Linked DNA regions of Gossypium hirsutum: region 1 is linked to region 2. The links are chromatin contacts, called in public Hi-C maps. All regions are on one chromosome and are shown on one strand. The core of a region is the stretch at or near the end of the contact, and the rest is flanking DNA. Distances in the headings are between cores, read along the strand shown.

Evidence for each region. Hi-C and Micro-C count contacts between places; a contact is called where the count stands out from the background.
Region 1: a Hi-C map of leaf shows a contact between it and region 2, with 2.0 times the contacts expected there. The contact joins the promoter of LOC107928803 here to the promoter of LOC107928787 in region 2. A contact is called at or near these places in 7 of 34 Hi-C or Micro-C datasets (callus, leaf and petal).

Annotation. Positions count from the first base shown.
Region 1 is chrA12:4,414,599-4,417,785 of Gossypium_hirsutum_v2.1, forward strand. It overlaps LOC107928803, which reads left to right and starts at 1,626. Exons shown (of 4, transcript XM_016860081.2): 1 at 1,626-1,952; 2 at 2,995-3,187. The coding sequence starts at 3,050.
Region 2 is chrA12:4,078,861-4,081,705 of Gossypium_hirsutum_v2.1, forward strand. LOC107928787 (protein NONRESPONDING TO OXYLIPINS 2, mitochondrial) reads right to left here and starts at 1,387. Exons shown (of 3, transcript XM_016860056.2): 1 at 1,103-1,387; 2 at 910-1,028; 3 at 79-435. The coding sequence starts at 1,227. The coding sequence ends at 416. It also overlaps the pseudogene LOC107928778.

The DNA.
Region 1 (3,187 bases), core at 376-2,875, 340 kb after region 2:
TTTTTAATGTTATCGTAAGTTAAATATTGTACATTAAAATATAAGGTTATTTATTGGTTAGATTCCTAATTAGGTTGATTGTGCTTTGTCACAATTCACCACTTGATTAGTAATTGAATACAAAAATAATTAAATTGATTATATATTTTAAATGTTATTTGAATTTGAATAAAATTGCTGTAGATTAATCGAATTAAAATTATTTTAAACTATTTGATTGTTTTAAGATTAACCCGAGAGCTTCTCAACTTATGAAATAAACTTGCAAGAGAGGATAGAAGGGTTCTTACTTTATTTTGTTTTGTTTTGTTTTATTTAATGATCATTTATAAATGTATTTATTTAATATATATCATATATGATGTGTAGAAGTGATTATGGATCGGGCTTCAATAGAATTTTATGTTTGTTTTCTAGGTTCGGGTCCGGTTCAAACAAAAGACACTAAAACTTAAGTTCAGCTCGACTTGTTCGTATTAATTTTTTTATATTATTTTTTTATATAAAAAATTAAAAATATATAATACATTAAATACACTAAAAATATTAAAATAAATATTTCCCAACAAATTGAAATTAAATTAAAAAAATTATTTACACTTAAATAACACTAATATAAGTACAACTTAACAAGTAAATACATTTAAAATAATAACAAAATTAATAATAAAATAAGAATTATACTATATTCAAATAATAATAACAAAATGATAACGAAACGCCAATAAAATAATGACAAAATACCAGCAAAAAAGTAATATTTCTTTTGTAAATTTGAGTCTCAAAACTCAATCTGTTTAAAAAACAAGTCGTTTGAAATTTTTTGGTTTAAACCCAAACCCTCCAACTCTGGTCTAATGATGCGAGACCTTTGGGGATTTTTTTATTATTCTTAACAAATAAAGATATTTTGAAAGGGAAGAAGATATTTCGGAGCCAACATGTAAAAAGGTTTTGGACTATATACCTTTACACAGAGAAATCATATATATAATATCATAAGTTGGTGCAACTCAAAAGGATGCAATATTACTGTGGGTCCAAATTTCCTAAGAGCCAATTTAAAAACATAGATTTCGAAAAAAACAAATATTGTTAAATTTGGTAAATTTCAAAATCAAGAAAATGAATCAACTTTGTATTAGAATTCTAAATTCAAATTAAAATGCTAATTAGAATGTTAATTTATATTAAAATTTGATTAACTTTATCCAGGGGCGTAGTCAAGGAGGGTTGGCATGGGCTTCGGGCCCCTTAAAATAGAAAATTTTATTTTAAGACTTTATATTTTTTTAAAAATTTTAAATTAATAAAAATAAAATTATATTTTGACCCATCCTAAAATTATAAAAATTTAACTTAACCTTTTACCAATTATAAAAATATAAACCATAAAAAATTAAAATTTTATGAGATCCCCTTAAAAAATTTTTTTGGCTCCACCCTAACTTTATTTTCGTTGTCATATCATTAAAATACATATCTTTTGCTTGTGTCATATAGATAGGACAGCATGGTGCAATTGAATTAATAAATTAGCATTTTCATTACAACAATAATTCGCGTCAAAAAGTAAAAACTCATTAAAAATATATGAATAGAAAAGTGCAGGTGTGTGGGACCCTGGTTTAATTCAGCTCCCAAATTTCATCGGCTCGACTCGCTAAAGACACGTGAAAATGTGGCTCTCGGCTTCCTAAGATGCCTTCTTTTTCCTTTCATTTCTTTCCTTCTTTCACCAATTACATCCCGTCCTTCATTCCCCCCTCCCCCTTTTTCTATCTCTTCCACCGTCCACAAATTCTCAAAATTCCCCAATTTAACTATATATTTTTCCTTATTTTCTGATCTTATATTCTCCATGGATCTGTGCTTCACTCTTGCTCTTCTCCTTCATCTTCCTTCTTTCTTTTCTTCATGAACTCTTGATTCCTCTTTCTCAGCCTTTTGAGGTGAGTTCTTACGCGGTTTTGACTTAATTTTTACTCTTTATTGCTTGCTCGCTTTAATACTGCTTTCTTTTAGCATCTTCGGTTGTTGTTTAGTTGGTGCATGGAGCTTGTTTACTCGTTTCGACTTCTTCCGATTTTTTACTACCTGCTCTGCTTTAGTAGTTTATGAGTTATGTTTCTCTAATTTTGCTTACGGAACAGTACAATCCGTTTTATTAGTAGCGATGAAATATAAAATAAGGGAAAGGATGAGTAAGTAGTCTTTTTTGTGCTGTTCTTTTTCTTCTTTATTTGAAAAGGATAGATTCGGTTCATGGAATGAACTCCAGAATCCAAATGTACTTCTTTATTTATTATAAATACGTTACGTTACAATGTGAAACGTCCTTTCTAATAGATAATTAAATATTTGTTTATTGGTAATTAAGTTAGTTTTTAACGAAAATAATATATGTTTTTTTGGATACAGAACAAAATAATAATTAAATATTTAGAAGAACTTTCAATACCAATGGAGAAAAGATCAATGCCTAATATATAGGTTCTAAACAAGAAAATTAATAATAATCCTAAATTTATCTTCCTACTAGGAACAATCAAACAATAATATGCTAAAATCAACCTTTTTGGAAATTTAACTACGGATTGCTTGATTTTGTAAAATATATCGCTTTTATAGTATATGTGGGATCGTGCTATCCAGTTTAAAATTCGTAGGAGGGACCAAACGTTGTAACTTTGGGAGCCTGGATTGATCATAAGGGTTTAACTAGTGCAATCGAAGAACTCTTTGGCTGCTTCAACCTTAAGGTTTCTAATTTACACGTCTGAGGTTCCCTGCTTTATGGGTTGAAATTGGGTAATTAGTTACGCATATAATTTGTTGATCCTTCAATTCCACTAAGCCCCATTTACTGGCCTTTATGAGCATTAGATTTGGATTTTCTTTTGTTTTTTAATTTCTGATTTCTAATTTCTTTGAATTTTGTTTTGGAACCTAATGGATATTATGTTTAATGGTGTTTGCTGATTTTTTTTTCAGTTAAGGTGCAATGAGCCTCTGAGACTTCTGAAATTAAAATAGAATTGATCATATCATGTCTGATCGTGTTGCAAAATCAGATTCTGATAGTGATGGAACAGCTAGGAAATCTATGAATCATTACCAAGCTGCTTGGATGGATCACTGGAAACATGCAAGGCACAAACCATCCACTGAGGTTCGCAGTCATTTA
Region 2 (2,845 bases), core at 137-2,636:
GAAAAGCAAACTACGCTATTAGTACACGTGTGTGTGTGCGTCCATTGTTTTCATGGTTTTTCATGAATTAGGTGCACCTTAAAAAATCTTATTGTTCTTTTCATGTCCAGATATATATCAAATACATGAATACTGAAAAAAAAGTTAAGAGCAAGAAAGCTTAGAAGTTCACTTTGTAAATAAAGTAAAATGGATTTTGCTTTGGGCAGTGATTCCTCCAAAGCATATAAAAGGTCTAAATCAGATGCATCACAAATCAACAACAAAACCCCCCAATATGCTGCAAAGGTAGCTAATCATTTGCTAAGACATTGGAGCTGAAGAAGTTTCAGTTGTCAGAAATCCCTTGACAGAGCTTTCAAAAACAAAGACCCTATGCTCTTAATGTCCCAGTCCCACAAAGTATCCAGCTTTGTCACAAGGGTGTTGCAAGTCCTATTTCATGAATTAGAAAACCAAGTTAGAAGTAGAACAGCTATGTTTGTACATCAAACAACATGCTTTCATGGATAGTCAAGTTTTATTCCATGACCATTAGAACACAGCATTATAACAATGCAGATCACACGGTTGTCTTCAAATACTTCAAGCTAACAATCCGAAGCCCATATTATTACTAGAAATTAGTACATATTTTTACATATATAATTCCTCAAAACAATTACAGCTAAGAGCATTGGAAGTCAATTTCTATATACAGTTTCTACTTCGGATTCTTGAATAACGTCAAAGGGAACGTAGGGAAGTGAAGGATAATTCATTCCTAAACTTGCAACAAAAACTATACTGCATTTGAAATTTATACCCAATTGTAGCATAAAAAAACTTGAACCAACAGAACAACTATAACGTTGATGAGACATTGATATATTAAACAATTGTTTCTTTTAAAAGGTATAGAAGAAAAACCTTGAGAGAGGCAGCTCCAACAGGAGGAATCGACGGCTATGCTTGATTGCAGGCGAGCAGATGCAATGGCACTATGAAGTGGCATCATCGACTCTAATCCTCCCAACGCCGAAACAATCCTTTAAAATTTAAAAAAAAATGAAGTTAAGAATTTGATAAAAAAATTTAGATGGAAAAAACACAAAGCAAGTACCTTGAGGCGCGAGGGAGGGATCTTGTTGAAGGATTTGGGATTAGGCTCTTTACAGTTAGGGTTTTAGACCGAGAAGCTAGGGTCCTCGAGCCAGCCCGCATTGCTGATCCGAAAAACGACGCCATCTCTCGCTGGTTTGGAAATTGGGTGGAGAGTTGAAACAAACACCGGGAGGCTGGCAGTGGTGTCTTCCTTAAACCCTAAAAATATCGGCTCAGAGATTTGAGATCCTGAGCTCCTTCGAAATGACGCTGTTGGATTGAAATGTTCTTCTTGGGCCATTGGGCCCTACTTTCTTTGAGCTGGACATTCATAAGTCCATATTAATGTAGCGCAGGATAAAACGATGTCGTAAAGAACTGAAAAGAGAAAATACCCGATTAATGAGGTGGGGAGGAGAAGCTTAGTTACAGCTCCGATCGAGATCAACGCCATCAACAATCAAAATCAATGGCTGCGATATTCGCTCGTAATTCTCTCAATGCTCTCCGAGCTCGACACCTCGTAAGAGCTCACTTTCCTCTTCTCCTTTTGATCCATACCTTAGATTTATATAATCATGGAATTGATTATTCATTAGAATTTGTTCATAGCCAGCGGGAATTAAAATGTTAGTTTTCTGGCACCTGATAATGTACAGAAATGAAGTTGTGGAAAAAGACGAGGCTCATATGTAGATTTAGGTTAGAGACTTTACCTCTGTTGTATATAATTTAAAATTTTATTCTCTTTTGTTTTACTTCAATTTCCATAAATTAAACTCTCGTTTTTTCCTGTTTTAATTGCTTTATCCATCGGCTCAAAAGCTATTATGTATTAACAGAACCTCACTGATTATTTGTCATCAACGTTGTTATGATTTTTCTGGGACTTGTATTTTTTCTTTTTGGATATTTTACTGATTCTTTTGGGTTATGTACTTATAAGCTGTGTCGGGGCAAGCGTTGCAAGGTTTACAAAACTATGGTCTGCAACTCAGTTCGCACTCCTACGGCACAAGAAAGGTCTTGCCTTACTCCCTCTTTGATCTTCCTTTTTATTATAGCTATAGCTATCTTGAAATTGGAAAAGTATTAAGAATTCTCTGGAATATGGATGGAAAGTGAAGATTATGAATTATTTTATGTTATTAATGGGGAGATATGTTTTGAGTTTTGGAAGAGCATGCGATGGGGAATAAATGCCTTTCAGTTTTCCACCACGGTTCTCCATGGAAATCATAAGAAATGCTTTAACAATTTTCTTCCATGCATGACCATCAATCCTAGTGTTTGATGGGACTTCTATTTTTAAGGCTGTTCTTTTGCTTGATATAAGATGTCTTGGTTCATGTGTGTTTTCATGTGTATTAACTGCAGATGATGTAGAAAGAGAGCAGCTTGCAAAGGAGATTTCTAAAGACTGGAGTTCTGGTAATATAGTGTGCACTGAAATGTTTCTGTCTCTATTTCTTGTTAGTAGTTCAATTTTATCTTTTTCAATTAATGTCTTTTTATATTCTTCTCAATGACAGTTTTTGAGCGAAGCATAAACACATTGTTTCTAATTGAAATGGTTAGGGGCCTCATGCTGACTTTCAAGTACTTCTTTGACTGAAAAGTTACAGTAAGTGTCCTCATGCTTCTTTTGAGCTTGCATTGAACATATTATGATACAAACCTGTCTTTCTTGTGCAGATTAACTATCCATTTGAGAAGGGTCCATTGAGCCCACGTTTTCGAGGGGAACATGTTCTCCGCCGAT